Linked DNA regions of Mus musculus: regions 1 and 3 are each linked to region 2. The links are chromatin contacts, called in public HiCAR-type and capture Hi-C maps. All regions are on one chromosome and are shown on one strand. The core of a region is the stretch at or near the end of the contact, and the rest is flanking DNA. Distances in the headings are between cores, read along the strand shown.

Region 1 (3,120 bases), core at 426-2,925, 860 kb before region 2:
GCCGCTAGCCTGGCCCTGTCACTCCGAGCACAGTAGACTAGTCATCTAATCGCTCAACGTCACGGTCCTTACTGGAATAATGAAAGAGACATCACCCATCTCAGAGGCTCATTCCTCAATAAATGAGCCGACAAGTAGCTACTTAAGCTGTTTCCACTCTTCCTGTTCCAGCCCTTTCTCTCTGACTTAAATTTGAAGATGTTGGGACTTGGAAGGGGGGGGGGGCTGTTTCGGTGTGTGTGTGTGTGTGTGTGTGTGTGTGTGTGTGTGCGCGCACGCAATGGCTGTCTGTCTTTATGATTTAGATTCCTTGTGCATACATTTCTGATTTAGATTTTACCATTGCAGTTTATCACCAAGGAGAAGATTTTACAGAGTGTCTGGGGTACACTGTCTCTGTCGGCTTCAAACTACCTCACTAACTCAGAATGCCCACACTTCCCAGAGAAATGCCCTTGGGTAAAGGTCTTCCCCACAACACAGGACGCGCCTGCTCTCTTTCCCAAGCAAGAGCGCCCAGCCCTTCAGAGGTGAGGGAAGCTGACAGGAAATGATTCAGGAACCAGCGGTGCGTTTGCCTTGCCGCCCCTGTGCAGGCAGGAGGGAGCTTGCCATTCCCTGAAAGGCTTACTCAGTTATTCCACAGGCTCTAAAAATTGTGAAACTTCTGTCTGTTCTTTGTCTTTGGCAGTCTCCACCTGTGCAGTGGGCGGGTCTAAACGCTGCCTCCCTGTGAAATCTACTGTGCTCAAATATCTAGTTCTCTCTGTCTCTATCTGTCTCTATCTCTGTGTCTGTCTGTCTCTCTGTCTCTGTCTGTCTGTCTTTCTGTCTCTCTCTCTCTCTCTCTCTCTCTCTCTGTGTGTGTGTGTGTGTGTGTGTGTGTGTGTGTGTGTGTGTGACAGAAAGCTCAGCAAAGAGAGAAAGGTAGCTTTGGGGGATGAGAGGGGAGCTGTTGCCTGAGCTTCAGTACCTGGCATTTGTATTGTGTCTGTAGAATACAGCAACGTGACTCTCCAGACTCACTGTAGCTGCTGTGTGGAAGGAAGGTAGACAAGACGAGGGACAACGGTGTGGACGGAGAGAACAAGGAGACTTGGGTGGCTCTAAACATCAAAGAGGCAGCCTGGGAGAAGTAAGTTTTTGTGGAAGGCACGGCTAGAAATGACACAACAAATCTGTCCTAGAGCCTAGCTGTGCCCCTTGAGGCTGCAGCATCGGAAGTCAGCAGGGCACACCCCAGCTGCGCAGTGTCAGCAGGTTTGGAGTAGGGCTCAGGCAAGTGGCCTACAGTGTGGCAGATTGCTCATGGCCCTCCGGGACTTTTTAGATCTGGGAGAGCTAATCCTGTTTCTCCCTCACTCCACTGCCATTTGTAGTCACTGCAGGGGACACCACTCCTGAAACAGGAGACTACCTAGCATCTAGCACCATGAGAGAACGGAGCCCAGTCAGTCACCACAGACAGTACGATCAAGCAGTAGGCCTTTATGGGGAGTAGCCATGCGTGACTTAGTAGCAGGGAATCTTGGTGGCCTTCTGAAAGGGGAAGGGGTGTGTTCTTCCAGAGTAACACTTTGCCCTTTGAATGTGATTAGCAAGACAGGGATGGTCTATTCTTTAAAGGTCTCCCAGTGACCAAATTTGGCTTCTGAGAACTGACCTGCGGAACTACGCCTGAGTCATGTCTGTTTGCTTCATTGTCTGTCTTGGTTGTCATGGAAACATCACAGCTCAGTCCAAGGGTTCAGATTCCCGAAGTTAGCCTCAAACTAATCTATACAGATAGGTTTGCTTTCTTTGTCAGTCTTCAGTGACATCCTGCCCCACTCAAAGTAGAAGCTGAAGAATTCAACACTGCCCAGGGACAAGCCTAGTCTTTTCATCAGAGTAAAAATGTCCTCCCCTGTGTTTTGCTGGGAGCATGGTAATGATATTTAAAGAAATTCCAGATCACTTCCTGGTTATCTGACTGGAGGATCAAAGTTGTTCCCTTGTTAACATAGAAGCCCCACACATGCGAAAGGAATGTCAGAGCTCTTGACATTGTCTGTTTTGGTTTCATCCCTTAGCAAAATCTCAGGCCAGATCTGAGTAGCTCTGGGCATTTCTCTCGGAAGGATGCTCTCTGATGAGATATTTGGTGAATCTCTATTTCGTTTGATTCCTTGATAATATCTGCAAATCTCTCCAACTCAGACTCAAGGAAGGTTCAGATGGGATGGGTGTATGGTTTTCTTCAGGAGGCTGTTTGAACCAGATGCTCCACAGCCTTGCACCACAGCACAGCACAGTTGCTTGAACGGGGAGGCGATTTGCTTTGTTTATTACCTATACTGTTGAGAGTTATAAGTTGCCACTAACACTGTGCGAGCTCAAGGGGACAAAGAGAAAGGAAGGTGGTAGAGAAACTCACCGTAGATACGTATAAGGTGTCATGATGACTACACAGGGCTAACATGCAAATTACCTAGGACCCGTCTTATTCGAAGTAAGTGCTTACAAATGTCAAATTCCTTTCTCTTTCATTGGTTGGTAGTCATTGCCTGGTTGATATAAGGGAGGAAACATGTCTGATTACAATCCAGATGGATTTACCATTTTGCTAAACGCACAAAGAAACAAATCATATCAACGGAAAAGAGATCGGTGTGGACTGGAACAACAGACATACTTACTATAGTATGTAGACTGAAACTTAACAGTTTTCCCTGTCTTCTGTATCCCATGGAGGATGAGGAGCCATTTTAACAATCATAGATTCACATTCACTGACAGTTCTCTCTCATTATAGGAACCTGGTCCTGTATGAAACCTCAACCTGTTATTTCTATTGATAAATAGTGACTGTGCATCAGCCCCCTGCTCCTCTCTCTGGCTGATAGGGTCTCACACCTCTCTGATAGTGATAACTCCCCCACCCCCGGGAATCACGTAGGGGACGTACTCATCAGTGCTGGTAGTGTTAGTATTGGTATCAGCTGTGGGAAAGGTCTGGTTCTTGACCTATAGGACCCGTTCTGTTACTTCGTACTCCAGGTTTTGGGTAAGAAATGTATATTGACTTTTCCTAGTCATGTGTTAGGGGCATGTTGATGCTCTATTCTGCACTCTCTGGTA
Region 2 (3,019 bases), core at 36-2,535:
GACACTAGCTTCCCACCCTCTCACCCCGACCCCCCATCCTTCCCGACCCCGGCTGTCTAGTTAGGCAAGAGGTAGAAAATGGTGAAATTCAGAAGGCAGAAACTGAACAAAAGTTCCTGGAAACAACAGCACCCGTGATAGAAATGCCACATCGAGAGTCACATGTGAACAGCAGTCGCCAATTCTCAGAGGAACACTGGAAGCCCTTGCTTAGCCTAGAGTCTGCGCACAACCAGCCCAAGAATGCAAAGCAGAGGAGGACTCTGAATGACCATACCCAGGGGCTAGGTGCTCTGCGCTCTTTCCTCCGCTCACCAGACCGCCCCCCCCCCCCCTTTTATTCTTGGGAGTTCCTTTTCCTTTCTTAATAAGCTGTCTACTTCTAGCCCATGCCTCACTGAAAAGGGAATGGTGTTTTCCCCATCTCTCCTATAGCAGCTGCCGAGATTTTTCAGCTAACCTGCACTATGTTTTTGTATTAAAACTCTAATAAAATTACCCTGAAGTTTTCATTTGACTCCATTTCTAAATTCTTTTATTACTGGGATTAATAGCCCCCATGGAACCCCCAAACTACCCCCAACTCAATAGTCCACCTCCAATCTTTAATAATTTGTCTGTATGTCTACTATTTGCCATAATTGGCTGATTCATTTCTGTATTCTGATAATTCCATTGGGTGTTCTCCTGTCGCCAGCCCACACCTTGGGAAGGTGAACCAGGACAATGGGTGACTCTGAGAGACTATCACCTCGAGAGCAAGAGATGGGAGGGGCCAAGCACATTGTTTATCACTCTGAAGGTGCGAATAGGGGGAAATATTCTCAGAGGTTTTATTTGAGGAAAGTGGAAAAGGCTTTTGGAAGAGTGATATTCCTCTGTGTGTGTGTGTGTGTGTGTGTGTGTGTGTGTGTGTGTGTGTGTGTGTGTGTGCGTGCGCGCGCGCGTGTGTGTATGCGCACGTGTGCACTTGCTTTATAAATTTGGCAATGTTAGGTGATTTCTCAGCATGCACATTTTAATAAAAGTGGAAGTTTAAGAGCTGAATGCAGACAAGTCACAGTAGAGTGGGAGCAAAATGTTTATACCCTCGGGTGTTTCAGTTGGCAGTTAGACCTCACCATCTCCCATCACTTCAATGAATATTGCATAAAACTCAAGACGAGCCATTTACATCCCAAGAGACTCACATCTGGGCAAGGGTCCCAGGGGAGCAGTGGTGGATGGGGAAACTGATTGAGACTTCAAACTTCAGCCCAAATGTTAAGTGGATATTCAATTGCAAATGTGTCTGCTTTGCATTCCCTGGGGCCTAGGGCTGGCATTCATGTGTTAATCAGAGTACGGGGAAACAATGTCGTTCATCAGAACCAAAAATCGTACAAATTGTTAATGCAAAGGAACTTTCAGGAAGCCAAAAGGGAACACACTTCAAAGTGAAGAAGCAGCCCCTAGTCTATTATATAAAATGCAAATCTCCGCCTTCTGCAGGTATGCCTTGCCTTTCTTTGGATTACCAAAGGTTTTGTATACAAGTCTGTTTGCAAAGATTTACCTTCACACACAAATTTCTCAGGCCTTCATTAGCCTGCAGGACCTTGTGGAACTATAGGGGCTGCTCTGATTAACACACAAGCGCTCCACTCTTTTTGCCCCTCCACCACCACCACCGAAGAAAGTCTTGAAACCAAAGGATTTGCCTCTGCAACACCCAAACTTTCTAGATCCCAACATCTTGAAGTATAGGTTATGATAGCATTATAGTCCACAGGAAGTCCTTGTTCTACTTGAAACCTAGTGACTTGGCTACTGGACTACATTTGGCTGGGTGTTGTTCATGTTTTCTCCACAGCCATTTAAGTGACTTCTTGGAGAAAAATTAAATGTTTATGTCATACATACTGGACCTCAGACGCATAGACAGACATGTTCATGCCTTGCTGCTTTCTCACAGTGCATTTTAATAACAATAAATTCAGAATCTGGTAGACTTTATGGGCTGAATTTTGCCAAGCGGTACCGATTTTTCTTGATAGCTGTGACATCCCGTAATATGTTTGTAAAAAGATAAAGTGTTAGGAGATATAAGAATATATTCTATAGGGGTGAGGTGAGGTATGAGGGAAGGGGGTGCCTCAGTGGGCCCATGCCAAGGCATCCCTTCCCCCTGAGGAACCAGCCACACGATGGATAGTATAGAATAGAGTTTATTCAGGGCATGGGAGGGGAGTTAAGAGGGTAGCAGAGACAGAGAAAGGCAGAGAGAGGGAGAGGGTAGAGAAGTAGAGGCAGGCCATGACCACGGGGAGAGGGAGAAGAGAAGCAGGGAGAGAGCAAAAGAGGAACAGGAGACCAAGAGAGCAAGGAGGGGCCAAGCAAACCTTTTTACAGTGGGGGTCAGGCCTACCTGGAAGTTGCCTGGTAACTGTGGGGCGGAGCTTAGAAAGAACGCTAACATCACGGGTTTAAGATAGAAGAGCTGGAACTAAAAATTCTTCAAGATTAACGTGTGAGAGAAGCAGTTTTCAGAGGACTGGAAACCCTTTCTCAGCCCCACCTAACAAATAGAGCATGTGTGAGACAAAACCCAAGAACTACTGTCTGGAGGAGGTAAGATAAAAGAGCGTGCTCCAGGGGGCCAGGTGCTTTGGGAGCTCCTTCCTCAGCTCACTGGCCTGCTTCCATTCTTGGGGTTCCTTTACTTTTCTTAATAAAGCTGTCTGCTTCTAATCTATGCCTAATTTAAAAGGCATGGTTTTCTCTCCAGAACTCCCATCCGGCAGTTGCCAGAATTTTTTGGAAACTAACCTGTACCATATTTTGCTTGAAACATATAATAAAACTGTCCTCAAGGTTCCTTTTTAATCCATCTCTTCATTCATTCATTCATTCATTCATTCATTTATTATTAAAGGGAACCTTCGTTACCCCAGTAACATGTGGAGACCCAGATGGGCCTCCCAGGAATGGCCTCTAAAGACTACAGGGATGCTGCGACTCAGGTGAGTTCCTTCTCAAG
Region 3 (3,123 bases), core at 484-2,983, 800 kb before region 2:
CCTGGCTTGCTCAGCCTGCTCTCTTATAGAACCAAGACTACCAGCCCAGAGATGGTCCCATCCACAAGGGGCCTTTCCCCCTTGATCACTAATTGAGAAAATGCCTTACAGTTGGATCTCATGGAGGCATTTCCTCAACTGAAGCTCCTTTCTCTGTGATAACTCCAGCTGTATCAAGTTGACACAAAACTAACCAGTACACCAAAGAACATCATTTTACAAGCCAATTTCTCTCTCCAGATCCCCCCCACCCCCCACCTTCCAGGAACAATCTATACATGTACCCATTTCCTTCTCTTCTGTGAATAAAGGTATTTTAGCATTCTAGCCTTCCTCTGAATTTCATATGTACACATAGATCACATTTGTCTGTTAATACACTGGGTGTCTGTGTTTATCTCCTATTTAGTCTGTTGGTTTCAATGGTATCCCATTTCTAAAGCACCACTCATGCTATATAGCAGCTCTGTGTTGGTGCAATTTTTAAAGCCATTTTATTGTGTTCTTATACCTTTAACTCTCTTCCCCTTTCTCCGCGCCAATCCTTTCTAACCTCCCAATACTAGGTAGGAGAGAAAGAAGGTTAGAGGGGAAAGGGGGCATAGGCTTCTATAAGCTACTTCCTGCTGATAAGAAACACTAGGTTCCTTAGGGGAAAGTACAATGTTTATAGTCAGAATATCCAGAATATCCAGAAAACCAGCAATCCAGCAATAACAAATACAAAAGCAAACCAGCAGCAGCAGCTGGGTGACAGCAGATAGGACAGCAGCAGAGGGAGCAGCAGTCACTCTAGCCCCTCTCAGGACTCTCCCACTTATACCTTCTCCAGAATCCCCAGAATTAGACTCTCTGCCCCTGGCAAATATCACACCCCCGCTAGTGCATGAGGCAAATCATAATCACCTTCTATGACCCCGCTTCTTATCCCACACTTGGGATTCAAACAAAAACATAGTCATGTAACATAACTGTGTTTTTAAAGAAACCCAAACTCTCACTACAGCTATATTCTCTCTTCAGTTCTAGAACAATCTCTTGTATAAGCTTGTTCTCTTGTTGTCTTTGAATTTCACTCTTCAAACTTGAGACAGGAACTGGCCATGGTGGCTTGGTAGGCTGTAGAATTTTCAGGGCCCCTCACCCATCGGAAACTACTCAGGCTCTACCTATCGACCCATTTTTCCTGTGTATTGAAATTATTTTGAGTTATCTTTCTCTACTTGAATATTTGGTAGATGGCTTTGGAAGGCTGGGAGTTAAATTCAGATCCTTAGACATGCTAAGCGATATATGATTCAGCCATACCCCTGCTCAAAACTGATTGTTTTAATAAAAGCAAAGACAGGGAAAGTTAAAAGATAGAGCAGAAGTTCCTTTTTTCAAGGATATAAGGAATGAGTCTTTTCTGCATTAGAGAAACTATGAATCACAAGAGGAGAAGGATTTAGTGCAGGGTTTCAATCTAGGAAACAACCTGACCCTTAATCTCTGAGCTTTCCCCTGTTGTCTCCCTTTGAGCAATACTTTAAATACCTTAAATTCCTTTCACTTTGGCTTCAGCTGGAGATATCTAAACTTGGTTCTCAAGCCACCTCTTTTAAATCTCTCTTTTTTTCTGTTCATCTTCTAGTGTCACAAGCAAGGATTGGGTATGGAGGACACCCACTGGGATTTCCAGGGTCTTGTCAGAAACAAGAATTAGACCTGAAGCATATGGATAGTGAGAGAAACAAAGGAACTGGGCTGGAGAGGTTAAGAAGCAACCAGACACTGCACTGCACTGGGCTGGGCTGGGCTGGGCTGGGCTGGGCTGGGCTGGGCTGGGCTGGGCTGGGCTGGGCTGGGCTGGGCTGGGCTGAGGTGAGCTGGGCTGGGCTGAGGTGAGCTGGGCTGGGCTGGGCTGGGCTGGGCTGGACTGGTCTGGATCTGTACAATGCAGGCTTTCTACCAGAGTGCTGTTAATGTGAGCCTTGGTGGGGAGGGCCCACAGATTTTCATGGATTCCTTCACATGTTAGTCTATATACTCCCCCTCCCCACTCTTCTGTATTGTGTACATGTGAGCTATCCTGTCGACAAACTTCTCTCTTTCTCTATTTTTCCCCACTTCAATCGGTCCTTTGTTGCAGAAGGTCCTGGTTAAGAATTCAGAGTAGAAGTGAATTATTTTTGCCTCTTACACAGATAATAAATGCTTAAGAAACATTTCCTGAGTTACACGCCAGATTATATTAACAACAGAGCCCGACAATGAAGATGTCTCTGCATCTACCAGGACACTTAAGTTTCTCAAATGTTTGCATGATAGTTAATATACAAAACGATTTTCAGGCCTTCTGTTACTGGCTCTGGGGTATTGTTAGCATACACATGATTCTGCTGGCTTGCCCTTGGGGACCTGGCAATTGCTTACCTTATCACCTGCCACTGCTGAGGCCAAGTGAGCCAGATGTGGACTGCTAGCTACCCTAGCTCTCTCTCTGTTGTCCCCAGCCAGTCTCCCTCTCCCCATTTCTGTTGTCCTCTGTTCCCCCCCCCCCCGACTCTGCTCTCAAGGCTCTGCTCCTGTCTGTCTGCCTGTCCACATATCTACTCATCTGCCTCTAACCCTTCTCCAGTTTTCACCTCCTCCCTTCCCCCAAATAAACCCTCTTACACCAACCAGATCTGTTACATTATATTTCATAACAGGTATGGCTACTTGAAAACCAATACACCAGAGACAGTGCCTGGTTGGAAGGAAGTGAGATGCTTTTTCAGGTACCATGACCCTGGAGGTGGAAGAGTTAGCGCATATTCTAGGCTCCTTCGTGAGGAACTCAAGCATGTGGAAGGTTTGTTTTTGTGGGGAGGGAGAAAAGGATCAGGGGTAGGGTATTTGCCTCTTGCTTTTCTTCCCTAGGTCCAGTTCCAAGTAGTTACACCTCACAGAAGTCTATGTGCAGTGCTAGCCAGTGCAGAGGATTACAGAACAAGGATGGCACTGCTAACTTTGAGTGGCAGTAAAAGCTTTGCTCACCTAGAGCTTGTGTGTCTGGAATTGCATGGCTGCCCTTCCCTTAGAGGTGCCTCCTGGAGATATTTTTATTTAAGTAGAGAGGGGGTAGGTGAGAGAACAAAG

The links. HiCAR-type assays count read pairs that join an accessible place to other places. Capture Hi-C pulls out chosen DNA fragments and counts their contacts.
Region 1: a capture Hi-C map of embryonic stem cells shows a contact between it and region 2, with 5 times the contacts expected there. The contact joins two enhancer-like sites. A contact is called at or near these places in 1 of 484 Hi-C or Micro-C datasets (embryonic stem cells), 4 of 115 datasets of contacts at active chromatin or transcription factors (all in embryonic stem cells) and 1 of 9 other capture datasets (embryonic stem cells).
Region 3: a HiCAR-type map of embryonic stem cells shows a contact between it and region 2, with 19 times the contacts expected there. The contact joins two enhancer-like sites. A contact is called at or near these places in 5 of 115 datasets of contacts at active chromatin or transcription factors (embryonic stem cells, epiblast stem cells and trophoblast stem cells) and 1 of 9 other capture datasets (embryonic stem cells).

The regions. Positions count from the first base shown.
Region 1 is chr8:24,418,021-24,421,140 of GRCm38.p6, reverse strand. No RefSeq gene overlaps it. Among named protein-coding and RNA genes, the nearest start is that of Gm30692, 7.2 kb to the right of the region's middle. Within about 2 kb of position 1,675, at least 147 of the 459 cell types and tissues checked have an H3K27ac peak or open chromatin away from gene starts, as enhancers often do. A contact at or near this core is called in embryonic stem cells, where this site is marked.
Region 2 is chr8:23,560,442-23,563,460 of GRCm38.p6, reverse strand. No RefSeq gene overlaps it. Among named protein-coding and RNA genes, the nearest start is that of 4930413E20Rik, 27 kb to the right of the region's middle. Within about 2 kb of position 1,285, at least 25 of the 459 cell types and tissues checked have an H3K27ac peak or open chromatin away from gene starts, as enhancers often do. A contact at or near this core is called in embryonic stem cells and epiblast stem cells, where this site is marked.
Region 3 is chr8:24,357,956-24,361,078 of GRCm38.p6, reverse strand. No RefSeq gene overlaps it. Among named protein-coding and RNA genes, the nearest start is that of Gm30633, 23 kb to the left of the region's middle. Within about 2 kb of position 1,733, at least 37 of the 459 cell types and tissues checked have an H3K27ac peak or open chromatin away from gene starts, as enhancers often do. A contact at or near this core is called in embryonic stem cells and epiblast stem cells, where this site is marked.